2 separate regions of the Mus musculus genome follow, and region 1 is linked to region 2. Evidence: chromatin contacts called from public promoter capture Hi-C data. All regions are on one chromosome and are shown on one strand. The core of a region is the stretch at or near the end of the contact, and the rest is flanking DNA. Distances in the headings are between cores, read along the strand shown.

Region 1 (6,847 bases), core at 2,841-5,340, 190 kb before region 2:
ATGGAATAACAAGAAAATGTGTACATGTTGTGTGCACACACATTTTTTTCTTGGCACTGGGCCTGGCACTTGACAACTGCCATATCTCCTCCCACCAAGCTACACATCCAACCGCTAAATAACTTTAATCTGCAATTTAGTCTGATGTGCAAAAATGGCCAACATGGAGGGGGTGCCTTTCCACTTTGTCCACAGAATTGTGCAACTTCTGTTGTCTATACAAGGCTTTGGCTTGTGTTAAATGTCACTTCGACACAGGTTAGAATCATCCGAGAAGGGGTCTCAACAGACAGACTGCCTAGATCTCATTGGCCCGGGGGCCATGTCTGTAGAAAATTGACTTGCTCATTAATTGATGCGGAAGTAGCCAGTCCTGTGGGCTGCACTCTTCTCTAGGCAGGGAGTCCTGAACAGTGTAAGCTCGGGGAAGGCTAGACAGAGGAGGCAGCATGGGTTCCTTTCTTTCTCTTGGTGTTAACTGTGGAAACAATGTGACCAGCTGCCTTCCTGAGCTACAGTTCCTTCCCTCACTTCCTGGAACTGTAATTGAAATAAATCCTTTCTCCCCGCAGTTGCTTTTGGTCAGTATGTTTGTTGTTGTTGTTATTGTTGTTTTAATCACAACTACAGAATGAAAAATAGGACCAGACTCATATTTTTTAAAGATTTATTTATTTATTTATTTATTTATTTATTTATTTATTTATTATATGTAAGTACACTGTAGCTGTCTTCAGACACTCCAGAAGAGGAGTCAGATCTCGTTAAGGATAGTTGTGAGCCACCATGTGGTTGCTGGGATTTCAACTCAGGACCTTCGGAAGAGCAGTTGGTGTTCTTACCTGCTGAGCCATCTCACCAGCCCCCAGACTCATGTTTTTTCATCATCTCCAAAGTCCCTGTGCATTCAACAATTACTGTCTCTGTTGGCATTTTATCTAGGCTCCACCCCACCTTACCTGACAACAGCCAGGTGTGCCTGACTCACTATAAAAGGAGCTGCTGGGGCCCCTCCTTTCTCTTGCTCTTCTCTTCCCTCTCTACCCCCTCCTTCCCCTTCCCCCCCCCCATGTGCTCATGGCTGGCCTCTACTCCTCTACTTTCTCCCCTCCCTTCTTTGTCTTTACTACCCCCTCAAGTCCCCTCCCTATACCCTAAATAAACTCTATTCTATACTATACCATCATGTGGCTGGTCCCTCAGGGGGAAGGGATGCCTCAGCATGGGCTCGCAGAGGCACCCTCTTCCCCCACATCATACCGTGCCTCTACCAAACATATCTCTGGCTTCTTTTTTGATAAAACACAACCATCTCTCCTGCCTTTCTTCAGTGTCCTCTCACTGTATTCCTATTGGCTTACCTGTTCTGGGTCCCTCACGGATGTGAAAACATAGGACAGTTGATTATTCTGTGCACTTTGTATAAATGACATCTCAGGTATGATTGGCTCCTTTCATTGAACACTCTGTCCATCCCTTAAAAAAAAGGTTGATTTATCTGTGTGTATGTCTGAGTACAGATCTCCAGTGCTCATGATTGTAAAGCGAGCACTTTCGATTGCTGAGCCATCTCTACAGCCCCCATCTGTTTCTCTCTTTTTTTTTTTTTTTTGAGTTATGAAAATACATGGTTTTTTTTTTTAATTAGGTATTTTCCTCGTTTACATTTTCAATGCTATCCCAAAGGTCCCCCATACCCACCCCCCCCAATCCCTTACCCACCCACTCCCCCTTTTTGGCCCTGGCGTTCCCCTGTACTGGGGCATATAAAGTTTGCAAGTCCAATGGGCCTCTATTTGCAGTGATGGCCGACTAGGCCATCTTTTGATACATATGCAGCTAAAGACAAGAGCTCTCGGGTACTGGTTAGTTCATATTGTTGTTCCACCTATAGGGTTGCAGTTCCCTTTAGCTCCTTGGGTAATTTCTCTAGCTCCTCCATTGGGGGCCGTGTGATCCATCCAATAGCTGACTGTGATCATCCACTTCTGTGTTTTCTAGGCCCTGGCATAGTCTCACAAGAGAGAGCTATATCTGGGTCCTTTCAGCAAAATCTTGCTAGTCCATCTGTTTCTCTTTGTGGCTGGATAGTATTCTGTCGCATGGACGGGACACATTTTTGTACCTCCATTCATCAGTGACTTAGGATAATAGTCACCTTTTGGCTGAGACAGCCATGAGAATGGGCATTGTAAACATCCATTTTTGTGTGTTTTGGATCTCTGCCTTGGGATTCAATTGCTGCGTCAGATGGTAGTTTATGTTTAACCTTCTGAAAGGAACCCAAACCATTTCCCACAGCAGCTGGAACCTGCTCCTTTTCTCCCATCCTTGCTGAGTTTGTTTGAGTGGAGCCAACACTCCCAGAGGGGACTCAAGAGCCAACGACTTAACACGACAGGTCTTCGCTCCCTCTGAAAATCCCAGCATGCCTTCAGGGACATCCCAGTGTGAAGATGGCTCTGCTGGGGGCTTCCAGCACTTGGACATGCACTCAGAAAAGAGACAACTGGAGAAGGGCCCCTCAGGGGACAAGGATCGAGTCTGGATCCGGCCTGATACCCCAAGCAGATGTACCTGGCAGCTGGGCAGGGCCATGGCGGACTCCCCACATTATCACACAGTGCTGTAAGTCTCTGTCTATGATCCCAAGATGGTGGGTTTATTTCCTTGGGTGGGGGAGGGGTGTGGAGGCCATACCTATAATTACTGTGGGGGCGGGGCAGGGGTAGCAACTGTGAAGGCAAAGCTAAGAAAGGTGATTCTTTGGTACTGCAGCTTACATATACTGGTGTTTGGCTCTGGTGGGCTTCTTTTATGGTTGGGCAAAGACTGTCCTTAGCACTGATAGATAATAGGAACCATCCCCCCTTTTTTTGGGGGGGGGGTGTGTTGAGACAGGGTTTCTCTGCGTAGCCCTGGCTGTCCTGGAACTCACTGTGTAGACCAGGCTGGTCTTGAACTCAGAAATCCATCTGCCTCTGCCTCCCAAGTGCTGAGATTTAAGGCATGCACCACCACGCTATAGAAGCCATTCCATGTACATTCAGTCGGTAGTTGGCTTAGGAACATGCACAGTGTCCCACCCTGTTCTAAAGCACCCAGGTTGGAGCCCTGCACGTTCCCACCCTGTTGTAAAAAGCTTTTAGGATTGTCTTCATTGCCTTAGTCTAATGTCTTCAAGATCAAACAAGTAGGTGAAAGCATTTGTGTTTTACATCCTTGAAGTCCGGTTCCCTGTGCGTGGCCACTAGCATTTACTGTTATTGGTTCAGAGAAGTCTGGAGACAGGTGGGAGCACTCAGATGAATTCTTGCCAGGACGACACAGCAGGGGGTAAGAGCCCTGTGGCTCCACCCCACCCCCACCACACCCCCCAAGGGCTCCCAAGAGCCTGGGAACTGCTTGTTCAAAGATGTGTGCATGCTACACACATCAGCCTTAAGGGCAGGTTTGTCCTCAGCTGATCAGCCCTGCTTTGGTAGAAGTCATTGGAAGCACAGAGAGGGACCCCTAGGGAAGGCTCCTGCACTCCATGGGGAGGCGCTGGCTCAGGGCACTGGTATGGGGGCAGATATGGACACAAGGAAAGATGGGACGGGTTGATGAGGGCAAGACAAACCAGCCACTTCCAGAGGCTCTTGATGTGGTTGGTGGCTGTAGAGTGAGGAACAGGTAGGCTTCAGGCAGCTCTGTCGAGGAAATGGGGTTTCTGAGGTCCCGTAGAGCTGCCCTTCTGTGCTGGCAAAGTACGGGCAGTTGATTAGAACCATCACCTGAACAAACACCTGATAACTTTCAGAGTGAGCACACCTGACCCTGTATCCTAAAGCTGTCCCTGCCTGGCCTCCCTGGGGTTCAGGTCAAGCGATCTTGGCCTTGGCTCAGCCTATCCTCACTTTCCTGAGTCCAACCAAGGACAGCAGGGAAGGGAATTCGTCCAGCTCTTCCCCAGGATGTGACTCTGCCTCTCTGGAAGACCTGGTTGAGTCCAACTTGTTGCTGCCTGTTGGTGGTGGTGGTGGTGGTGGGGGGGGGGGGGCTCAGACAGCTTCTCCTTCCACCCTGGCACTTCAGGTTCTTAACTCCTCCCCTGACCGGGGGCCAAAGGTGACCGAGGCTTCTATTTCATCAGTTTGGCTCCAGTGTGAGAAGCCTAGGGCAGGGAAGGCAGGAAGCCAGGGACCAGCATCCTGGCAAAACCTTGAAGTCTTGCTGTGGGGCGCAGATCCCTAAGCAGGGTTGATGAGTTCAACCCAGGATGGGAGTGTGTGGGTGTGCAGCCACTCTGGAGCCTGCGGATAGAGAGCCATGGAGAGACTGCTCTGGAAACCGTACTGGTGACACTGTGCTATCATTGAAATGCTGCAGAGCAGCCCTGCAGCCACAAGCTTGACCTGTCACAGGCTTGTAGCCCTGGGCCTTTTGTTTCTTGGCATCACTTCTGCCTTGCTGGCCCAATAATGCCAGGCTTCTGGGGACTCTGGGAGCATGATACCCGAGGACCTACCCCTGCGAGGGAGGCACTTCAGTTATTCAGAGACCTGAATGGAAAGCAATTGGGGTATTCTGGAGTCTGAGGGATCAGAGGGTTAAATTTTCCAAGCAAGATAGGCTGGGTCTATTGTCTCCAAGTCAGGGTTTGTTTGTTATTGAGGTGAGATCTTGTTTTAGACCCTAGATTGGCCTGGGTCATGAACTTAGAGCAATCCTCCTGCCTCAGCCTCCCCAAGTACTAGGATTACAGGCATATGGTACCATGCCTGGCTGTTTGTAGTTTGAGACAGTGGCTTGCTGTTGTGGGAAATAGCATCCTGAAGACTGGCAGCATGAGCAATCAAAGAATTTACCAGGGATCAAAAGAGAAGAAGACAGAATTTACTAAGATGTGTTATCTGTAGCAGGTGAATTCCCAGAGAGAGACCGTGAGGCTGAGAGGGAGCAAGATCTGGGTAGGGATGTTCCAGGCAGGGACTCAATGTATCCCCGGGCTAGCTTCAAACTTACTATGTAGCAAGAATGACCTGGAAACCAGATTCTCCAGTCTCTGTGTCCTAAGGGCTGGAATTACAGTGTACCATTTTGCCTGCCGAGAGTTCCCCTGTAAATTAGGGAGAAGTTACATCATGCCTTGGTTAGGGTTTTACTACTGTGAACAGACACCATGACCAAGGCAACTTTATGTTTGTTTGTTTGTTTGTTTTGTTTTTGTATTTCAAGACAGGGTTTCTCTGTATAGCTCTCTCTGTAGACCAGGCTGGCCTCGAATTCAGAAATCCACCTGCCTCTGCCTCCCAAGTGCTAGGATTAAAGGTGTGCGCCACCACTGCCCGGCATCCAAGGCAACTCTTATAAGGACAACATTTAACTGGGGTTGGCTTACAGGTTCAGAGGTTTAGATCATTATCATCAAGGCAGGGACTTGGTAGCATCCAGGCAGGCTTGGTACAGGAGGACTTAAGAGTTCTACATCTTCTGAAGGCTGCTAGGAAAAGACTGACTTACAGGCAGCTGGGATGAGGGTCTTAAAGCCCATGCCCAACCGGGCCACACCTCCTAAGAGTGCCACTCCCTGGGCCGAGCATTTATAAACTCAGGGGCCCTCTATGCTGGTTCTGCATTTGCATATGTAGACAGAATGCCACTATCTCCTTAAGTAATTTTATAGCACGTCTTTCTTTCTTTTTTTAAAATGCCTTTTGCGACTTTTGTGTCTATTATTATTATTATTATTATTATATGTAAGTACACTGTAGCTGTCTTCAGACACCCCCAGAAGAGGGCATCAGATCTGAGCCATCTCTCCTGCCCATGACACGTCTTTCTTGAGAGTAGCCATTCCTTCAGGTAGCACAGCTCATTAGGAGTTAGCTGAAGGTGACGTAACCATAGGGTGAGGCCTGGCCTGGGGTCATGAGCATTAGGCCCCTCATGTCAATGTAAGATGTCATTATGTCACCAGGACCCAGATTCCAAGCAGTCACACCTGTTATTAGAACAATCGGAATTTGTTTGTTTCTTTTTTAAAAAGATTTATTTATTTATTTAATGTATATGAGTACACTATAGCTCTCTTCAGACACACCAGAGAGGACATAATATCCCATTACAGATAGTTGTGAACCACCATGTGGTTGCTAGGAATTGAACTCAGGACCTCTGGAAGAGCAGTCAGTGTTCTTAACCACTGAGCCATCTCTCCAGCCCACAAGCAGAGTTTTGACCTTTATCTCTACATGTTCCTTCTGACAGATTAGCAAGGCCAAGTCATTATTGGGGGCCGGGGGGGGGGGTTGCGGATGATGTATGGATAGTCTACATCACTCATCAATCATATGGTGACAAGGTTGAAAGTCGAGGAAGAGTGACATTTGAGCGAGAGGAGGAGGAGATGGTGGGATCCCTAGCGGTGGGAGACAGCACAAGTGGATGGCAATGGGTGTCCCTAAGATAGTCTCATCTGGAGTGAACAGAGGCTGAAAACACAAAGCAGAATTCAAAGAACAAGAGAGGGACTTTGGGGTCCATTGGTATAATGAATGCGTGACACTGTTGAGGAGTCTCCGGGGGTTTTTTTGTTTTTGTTTTGTTTTTGGCCCATTTGGCCCAGAGTAGAGTATGATGCTCTGTGACCCAGTCTGGGAGGGAATGGCCAGTGCCTTTCTTGTAGAACCATTTGAAGCGTAATAAAAGGAATTTTGGAGGAAACTAACCAAACTAGATGTTGAAGAGGTGTCTTAGTTGGGGTTTTACTGCTGAGAAGAGACACCATGACCATTTAATTGGAGCTGCCTTACAGTCTCGGAGGGTTAGCCCATTATCGTCATAGCAGGGAGCATGTCCCTAA
Region 2 (7,658 bases), core at 3,433-5,932:
CCAGGGCTAAACAAAGACACAAACAAATAACCCCCCCAATCAAAATAACAAAAAAATGGATACCAAATTCTTTCAAGTATGGAATTTACTGTTACTCGGGGCTCTGGAGAAGAGAAGAGCTGCTTCCCTTGCATGTATGGACATTTTCCAGCCACAAAACCAACCAACCCCTTTATAAGAAAATGTAGGGGTCTGGAAAGACGGCTCAGCAGTTGTGAGCATTTATTGCTCTTGCAGGGGGCTGGGGTTCTATTCCCAGCACTCATGTGGCAGCTCACAACTGCTTGTAACTCTAGTTCCAGAAGTTCTGATGCCTTCTTTTGGCCAGCATGGGCACGAGACATACAAGTGGGACACAGACATGCCTACAGGGAAACACCCATAGACATAAAAATACATCTTCCTGAGTTCAGCTTCTACCAACCACAAGGTGGCTCACAACCATCTGAAATAGGATGTGGTGCATGAAGACAGAGTATATATATAATAGTATATATGTATGTAATATATAATAAATCTTTAAAAATGAAAAGGAAAGAAAATGGGAGAGTAGTTGATGTCTGATACAACAGGCTGTGTTATCCAGGTTGGAAGCAGATCAAGGCACATTAGCCATAGCCCATCCCACGGTTTCCACAGAGCCCTGTCCAGGACCGGCTTCCACAGGCTCTGGATACAGGACTTACCTGCTGTTCCTAGCTGCCAACTCCTCCCGCATCTTTTTAATGTCACTCTTGCATTTTTCGATCTCCACCACTTTAAGTCCTTCCACTGGTGACAAAGAGACACAGACGGGGGGGGGTGTGTTACTGGAGGTAATCGTGGGGGGGGGGCGTCTAGCCAGACTGGCAGCTGAGGGTCCCAGAAGGATGCTGGACATGTGGCAAAGGTATCTCTACCTTCCCACACTACTGATATTGGGGTTCCCTCACCTTCCCACCAGCCAGGAGAGAAACAGGCAAAGTCAAGGAGATGAGGGACCAGACTCAGTCCTATCCCCTATCCCTGGGGTCCCAGCTAACGAATGAGAGTGGCTGCCCACAAGCCAGTAGCCAATCTGCTCCCTCGGAGCTGGGAACAGTTGGAATGCTGCCGGAAGCTGGGTTCTTGAGGAAGAAAAAAATTATGTCTGTAACTTTATGACTGCACCTCAGTTTCCTGCCAAAGGACACTACCCATGGTGTGAGCTATTCCCCTTCCTGCCAATAATTGCTAAAAACACAGCGTGACCCTTTCTAAAGGAAAACAGCCATTTGGGGACTTAGCGGGTTCCTGACAATGCCTCTAACCCAAGAAGAGGAACTGCAGATTGGGTGCATGTGCAAAGGCAACCTGGTGTGACTCAGCCTCCTTCTGGGTTCTCCAGAACTGTCCAAGGCAGTGGCCAACCTGGGATAGGGTTTCATAGGGACACCGTCTCTTCTGCACAAAGGGAAACGGTCAGCCCTGGTCCGGGTGACTTGTTTCTGGGCCAGAGAAGCTTCTGCCTGTCCCATACAAGGCTGGTATGTGCAGACCAAAATGAAGGTCTTTGGCATCAGTGTCTGGGGACAGGGTGGTGGCAGCCTGGGAACAAGTCTAGGTAGCAGCTGTGGGGAACACAGAGGCTAGGCAGGTTTGGTCACCCACTTGGTCACCCTTTCTTTTAAGTGGGGTTCTTCATGCTTTCTTGTATCACTGGCACCCAAAGAAGCTGTTGAAGGCCACTGGACATTCTTCCGAGGGCATCACTCAAGCACCCTTCGTTCCGTAGCGATGAGTTCAATATGGCTGCCACGGTCTTGTGTAAACCTGGTTGTGTTTCTTTGCAGGTTGAAGGCTTGCCTCTGGGACATGGTCGGAACATGAGGCAGATAGACAAGCAGAGCAAGCTGCAGCTCAATCAATCAATCATCAATGTTTAAAAGGCAGAGCATGGAGGAAGGCCAACAGATCCTAGGAGACGTGTGGCAGACTCCACTTGGCATGTATGTGAGAGACCACAGCCTGGCTCTAACGCACAATCTTCCTGTCTTGGTTTGTAAGTGGCTGGGATTAGAGGTGTGACCTGGTGTTCTGTTGTTCATCGCAGGCCCCCTTCAGTCCTCCTACTATCAGATCCTGTAGAAGGAAGCCATGTGCTCCATACTGTGATGTCTTCACAGACCATTGGACTCATGGCCTGACCCAAGTTTCATCCATTAGGGTCCTATGGTGGTTTGAATATGCTTGGCTCAGGGAATGGAACTATTTGGAGGTGTGTCACTTTGGGCGTGAGCTTTAAGACCCTCCTCCTAACCATGGGGGTAGGGTGAGGATGGGGGTGGGCAATGAAACCCTTGTCCTAGCTGCCTGGAAGCCACTCTTCTCCTGGCAGTCTTCAGATGAAGATGTAGAATTCTCAGCTCCTCTTATACCATGCCTGCCTGGATGCTGCCTTGCTCCCACCTGGATGATAATGGACTGAACCTCTGAACCTGTAAGTCAGCCCCAATTAAATGTTGTCCTTTTAAGAGTTGCCTTGCCAGGCTGTGGTGGTGCATGCCTTTAATCCTAGGCAGAGGCAGGCGGATTTCTGAGTTCGAGGCCAGCCTGGTCTACAGAGTGAGTTCCAGGACAGCCGAGGCTATACAGAGAAGTCCTGTCTCGGAAAAAAAAAAAAAAAAAAAGGAAAACCCTAGCTAAGACAGGTCCCCTGTCCCTCTAAGTTTGACCTACAGGTAGGCACAGATATTCCAAGCTAAAGTAGGAGTCGCCCTGAACCATTTTCCATGGCCAGTACCCTGGTGACACAGCCTACATAGGCCTTCTGACATGCTGGCCTGCAGAGTTACCTACTTTGGAATCATGGGAAATGCATGTGGACTTCAGAAGAGGGGAAATGCCTGCAGAGGACCGAGAGGGTGATGGAGTCCCCCTGGAACTGGAGTTACAGAGAGTTATGAGCTACGTGGATGGGTGTCTGGAAATCAAACCCAGGTCCTCTGGAACTGCAGCCAGTGTTCTTAATCGTGGGGCTGCCTCTCCAGCTCCAACTTCAGAAGGGGTTTCTGTGGGCTTCTGTACTTTGTTGCCTCCCCATAAAAATTATTTAAGAGTAAATTCCTAAGGGAGATGTTGGCTCTGTGGAAAACAATTTTACCTTCTTCAACACTAAGAACTCACAGGAACTGTGGACATACTCTCTCTCTCTCTCTCTCTCTCTCTCTCTCTCTCTCTCTCTCTCTCTCTCTCTTTCTCTCTCTCTCTCCTATCTGCAAAGCTAAGGGATGGACTTCACTCCAAGAGGGAATAGAGAGCTGCTTTTCAATGCTTTCTCCTGGGACTGCTCTTAAAGTTTGCCTCAGGCACAGTTCCTGAGTGACACCGAAAGACTGGTTCCAATTCAGTTCAGTATGGAAATTCTGGATTGTTTGCGTACCCTGGTACCTCTGTCTTCTGGCATCAGCTCTGGCTGCGGTCCACACTGGTGTTTAAGTCTTGGTGTCGGTCCAGGGCACGAGTACAAAGAGTAGATGGAGCAGGGATGCCCTGTGTCCCCACCACAACATACCAGGAAGGAAGTGAATAGCTCCAGGCAGGATAGGAGGCAAGGGCCAGGCTGTTCCATGGTTATGAAATCACCTTTGACCCTCCAGTAATCCCAGACTCCTTAAAAGCTAAACATTTACACAGAACGGGGGGAAAAAGTGCTGACAGTCACAGAGGAGAAACGTGTATTTGGTTTAAGGTCAAAGAGCAAGCAGGAAATTCCGTTCACTACAAGGTCAGTGTGGTGTGGGGGTTTACAGCTGGATGTCCCTAACCCTGAGACACAGATAACAGTTAATGACACCCAGATGGGCCTGCGTGTGCACACATGCTTTCCAGTGTGTCTATCCATGTCTTTGTGTATATGTTTGTGCCTGGTTGTGTGTCTATATGGAACAGTGACTCAAGGTGTCTTCCTGGCAGCCTGCCCAGCCACCCAGGGCCAGGATCCTGAGACTACCACTTGATTTAAACAAAAGATCCTTGGCAGATATTAGGTAAAGAACTTGCAATGGGAACATCCTTGATTCAAATGGCAGTGTCCTTACAAGAAACAGACAGGGCATGGACGACAGGATCAGGCGGCAGCCATACTAGCTAGGGAGTGGGAAGGACTAACGGAAGTCAGGTTAGAACGGACTCTCCCTCAGATCCCAGAGGAACCAGCCTTGCTGACACTTCCCAAGCTGGAGCGGTCAGCTTCCAGCACGTTGGAGTGGGCACTGCTGTGACTTACACATGCCTCCTGTGTGCCGTCCTTTGCTGGAGCGGTCACTAACTTTTCTGTGGCTCCTCACCATCCCCAGGTGGGACAAGATAGTCTTGAGGACCCAAAGACCAGCTGACTTGGGGAAAGCCAATGCATGCTGAGAGGTACACACAGGACGGTGGGAAACGTGTACCAGCTTATTCCGAAGAGCCAGGTCTTGTATGATAGAATTTTTTTTTTTTTAATGAGAAGCAATTAAAAAAAATCCCCCCACAAAAAAGCAGCATTTTGTCTTATGAACAGAGTCAGTCACATATGTTTCAGGGGTGCTGGTCTCCTGTTTAAATTTTGTTTACTCAGCCCAAGCTAACAAATCAGGTGCCCAGTTATCACCAGACTGAGCCTGACAGTGACAGAGAACCTGGCTGTGAAGCCGAGGGTGCAACACGGGCTCCATGGGCCTGTGGAGCAGAAGCATCGATCCTTCATCGATCCTGTCACGGCGGATGAGGTGACTTGAAGCTATTTCCCTCCCCAAACCTGGCTGGCTCTTTGGAAATGGAATGGAAACTGGACTTGACTCTCTCTTGCTTGTAGTGGTCAGAAACTGGGACCAAAATGTCACCTCTTCCACACTCTGCAGAAGCAAGCTGCACAGCCGTGTGAAGAGAAGAGAAGACCCCCGCCCCTCCCCCCCTCCTGCCTCATGGAGAGAGGAACAAGAGCTACAGCCCTGGCAGAGCTTCTACCGGGCCAGACAGAGGCCGTTGGGGTTTATGGGTTGTGTTCGGTGCACAAAGCTTCATACAAGCGGTGCTTTAACAGAAACGTGTGCTGAGATCTGCCCTTGGCCAGCCTCTGTCAAATCAGAGTGGCACACAGAAAGCTCGCATTTGCCTTCAGCAACGAACTGCTCACTGTTCTAAGTGGCTGATTCCAACAGAGGTTAAAAGACAACATAAGCAGAAAGGAAAAACAACAACAACAACAACAATAACAACTCCACTCACATTCCACCCGTTTCTCCAGCACGGCCAGGTGATTTGCAACTTCGGCTTTCAGCTCGTTGATCTTAAACGCTCTGGGGGCAAAAAGCAGGGAAAAAAGATAAAACACAAGACCCAGACCAGCAAATGTTTATAGGTCCCTGCCTGGGGTGAGGTCTCCAGGGAGCCTGGGGAGGGGACCAAGACAGCAGGAGGTGCTTTTAAAGAACGAATAATGTCTGGTGTTATTACTACTCTGTCCTGGGCTCTCAGAGTAGACTTAAGCTGGGTTGACCCATGCCTATGCCCTGCCCTGCCCAGTAAGGGCAGCTGTGGGGTGCGATGCCCCATGGTGGTTCAATCATTTGGTTCTAAGTGACAAGAACATACCATACAGAAGTCACTTTGGGAAACTGACAACGGAATTCTAGGGTGTTGGCAAACTAAAGGGAAGCCATCCACTCACATGACAGCATCTCAGTGGGAAACACCCCTTGGTAGAAGGGTGTTTTGTAGATAGCTCTGAGCCTTAGAAGAATGAAGGGGGATGTATTCGCCACCTCCAGAACTCATGTTCTACAAGCGGCCATTGGACAGGGTTTTGGGGATATGGTGAAGGTTTGCTAGGCTGGCTACAGAAACTACAGAGGGCTGACTGGCTAAGGGCCAGCTCCCGTGAGTCTGGAAAGGATGTACAGAGAGCATACGGTACCTGGAAAATTGTTCCGCCACCTGGGCCAGCACGCCCTGGATAAGTTCTTCTCGTTCTACAAACCGAAGAAGAGAAACCAATTGAGGCTGGCAGGACAGCCGTGGAGACAGGCAGGTGGCTAAGGGTACTACTATCCCTGTGTGAGCCACAGGTGCTACTGTGGAAGGATGTTTGGGCTGTCCATCACAGGTAGCAGGGCCTCCCTGGGTACCGGTTTCTCCTCTTCTCTGCTGCCTGCTTGTCCTGGTCCATGGCCAGTGGCCCCAGGGCTGATGTTCTCCAGACACTGCTACAGCTAGATAAGGCAGGCAGGCTTCGGGGGCTCTAAATATGGGCAGCGTTCTCACGGTGCTCGTTTTATGGGGACTATTAGCATGGCAGAGTGGGGTCAATGCGCCAGTGAGTGAAAACATGGTGTTCTCAGGATGGGCCTGCAGAGAGGAAGCGGGCTGGGTGGAGCAGGCCTGGCCTCTTCTGGCTAGCCCTGTAAAACTGGGCTGGGTGGTTGGTTTTACAAGGTTCAGGTCCCAGGCTGATCATAACTTGTCTCTTTCCTATTTCCTGACCAGCCCAGTTCTGGGACTTGCAGACGGTCATGACATCACCCTTTGAAGTGATTCTATCTGTGCTCTTGGGAAGGGGAGACCTTCGTGTCCCAGCTAAGCATTTGTTCATGGCCCCCAAACTCAGAGACTCTAGAAAGGAATTCATAGACTCTTCTTTGTTGGCCTGACGCTTAACTCTCACCAGCAACCAAAACGGAGCAAACCAACTTGTAGGAGTCTGGTCTCTCCTTTTGCTATGTGGATTTTGGCAACCAAACTCAGGTCTCTAGGCTTGTTGGCAAGTGCCTTTAACTACCAAGCCATCTTGTGGCCTCAGGATTTGTTAAATTAAATAAGATGTGTGTGCATTGTAGACTCATATTCTACTATTGATAATAAATCCAGCTCAGCACACCTTTAAATCCCAGGGAGAGTGGGGCAGGAGTTAGCAGGCCAGGTGGGTGAGAAGAGCAAGTTTAAGGTTAGCTTTAACTGCATAACAAGATCCTGTCTAAAATGGAAAGGAGAGGGAAAAACTAAATAATTATTTTAAATAATTATTTTAAAATGTTCATGTCTAGAGGCAGAGGCAGGAGGATCTACCCATGATAAGCCAGCCAGGATGACATAGCAAGACCTTGACTCTAAAAACAAAACAAAACAAAACAAAAACCAACAGAAGAAGTTAACATCTGTTATTAGACTTAAAAAGCGGTTTTTAGGGGCTAAAGAAATCTTTCGGAGGTTAGGAACACTTGCTGTTCCCGCAGAGGACCAGGGTCTGATTCTTAGCACCACACAGAGGCCCACAGTCAACCAGCTACACAAACCTCCAGTCCCAGGGGATCGCATGCCCCTTCTGATCTCCACAGGTATGAGGCAGGTACACAGTACAGAGACAAGCACATACACATTAAACAAACCTTAAAAGCTTCATTCAAATGATCTTTGAAAAGTAACATAGAAAGCTTCCATTTTTTTCAAACATGTTGGGAGGGAAACTTCCAGAACACTAACAATAGTTATCTTTTGTTTATGAGATTCCATTTTGCTATTTTTGATGTCTCAGAGAACCCTTATTTTCTACCACGAACGTATATATTAATTTTACAATGAGAAAGAAGTGTTTTCCCCCTCACATCTTGGTCACCTTCAGTCTAAGGAACAGAACATGATCGGCACCAGAAGTCTCCTTG

The links. Capture Hi-C pulls out chosen DNA fragments and counts their contacts.
Region 1: a contact with region 2 is called in a promoter capture Hi-C map of liver. The contact joins two enhancer-like sites. A contact is called at or near these places in 1 of 115 datasets of contacts at active chromatin or transcription factors (pancreatic cancer cells) and 4 of 9 other capture datasets (adipose tissue, embryonic stem cells, liver and 1 more).

The regions. Positions count from the first base shown.
Region 1 is chr17:31,628,609-31,635,455 of GRCm38.p6, reverse strand. Cbs (cystathionine beta-synthase) reads left to right here. Exons shown (of 17, transcript NM_144855.3): 2 at 2,302-2,628. The coding sequence starts at 2,429. Among named protein-coding and RNA genes, the nearest start is that of Cbs, 5.2 kb to the left of the region's middle. Within about 2 kb of position 4,090, at least 13 of the 459 cell types and tissues checked have an H3K27ac peak or open chromatin away from gene starts, as enhancers often do. A contact at or near this core is called in liver, where this site is marked.
Region 2 is chr17:31,441,480-31,449,137 of GRCm38.p6, reverse strand. It overlaps Pde9a (phosphodiesterase 9A), which reads right to left. Exons shown (of 19, transcript NM_008804.4): 5 at 5,918-5,972; 6 at 5,230-5,300; 7 at 687-771. Among named protein-coding and RNA genes, the nearest start is that of Gm9902, 10 kb to the right of the region's middle. Within about 2 kb of position 4,682, at least 18 of the 459 cell types and tissues checked have an H3K27ac peak or open chromatin away from gene starts, as enhancers often do. A contact at or near this core is called in liver, where this site is marked.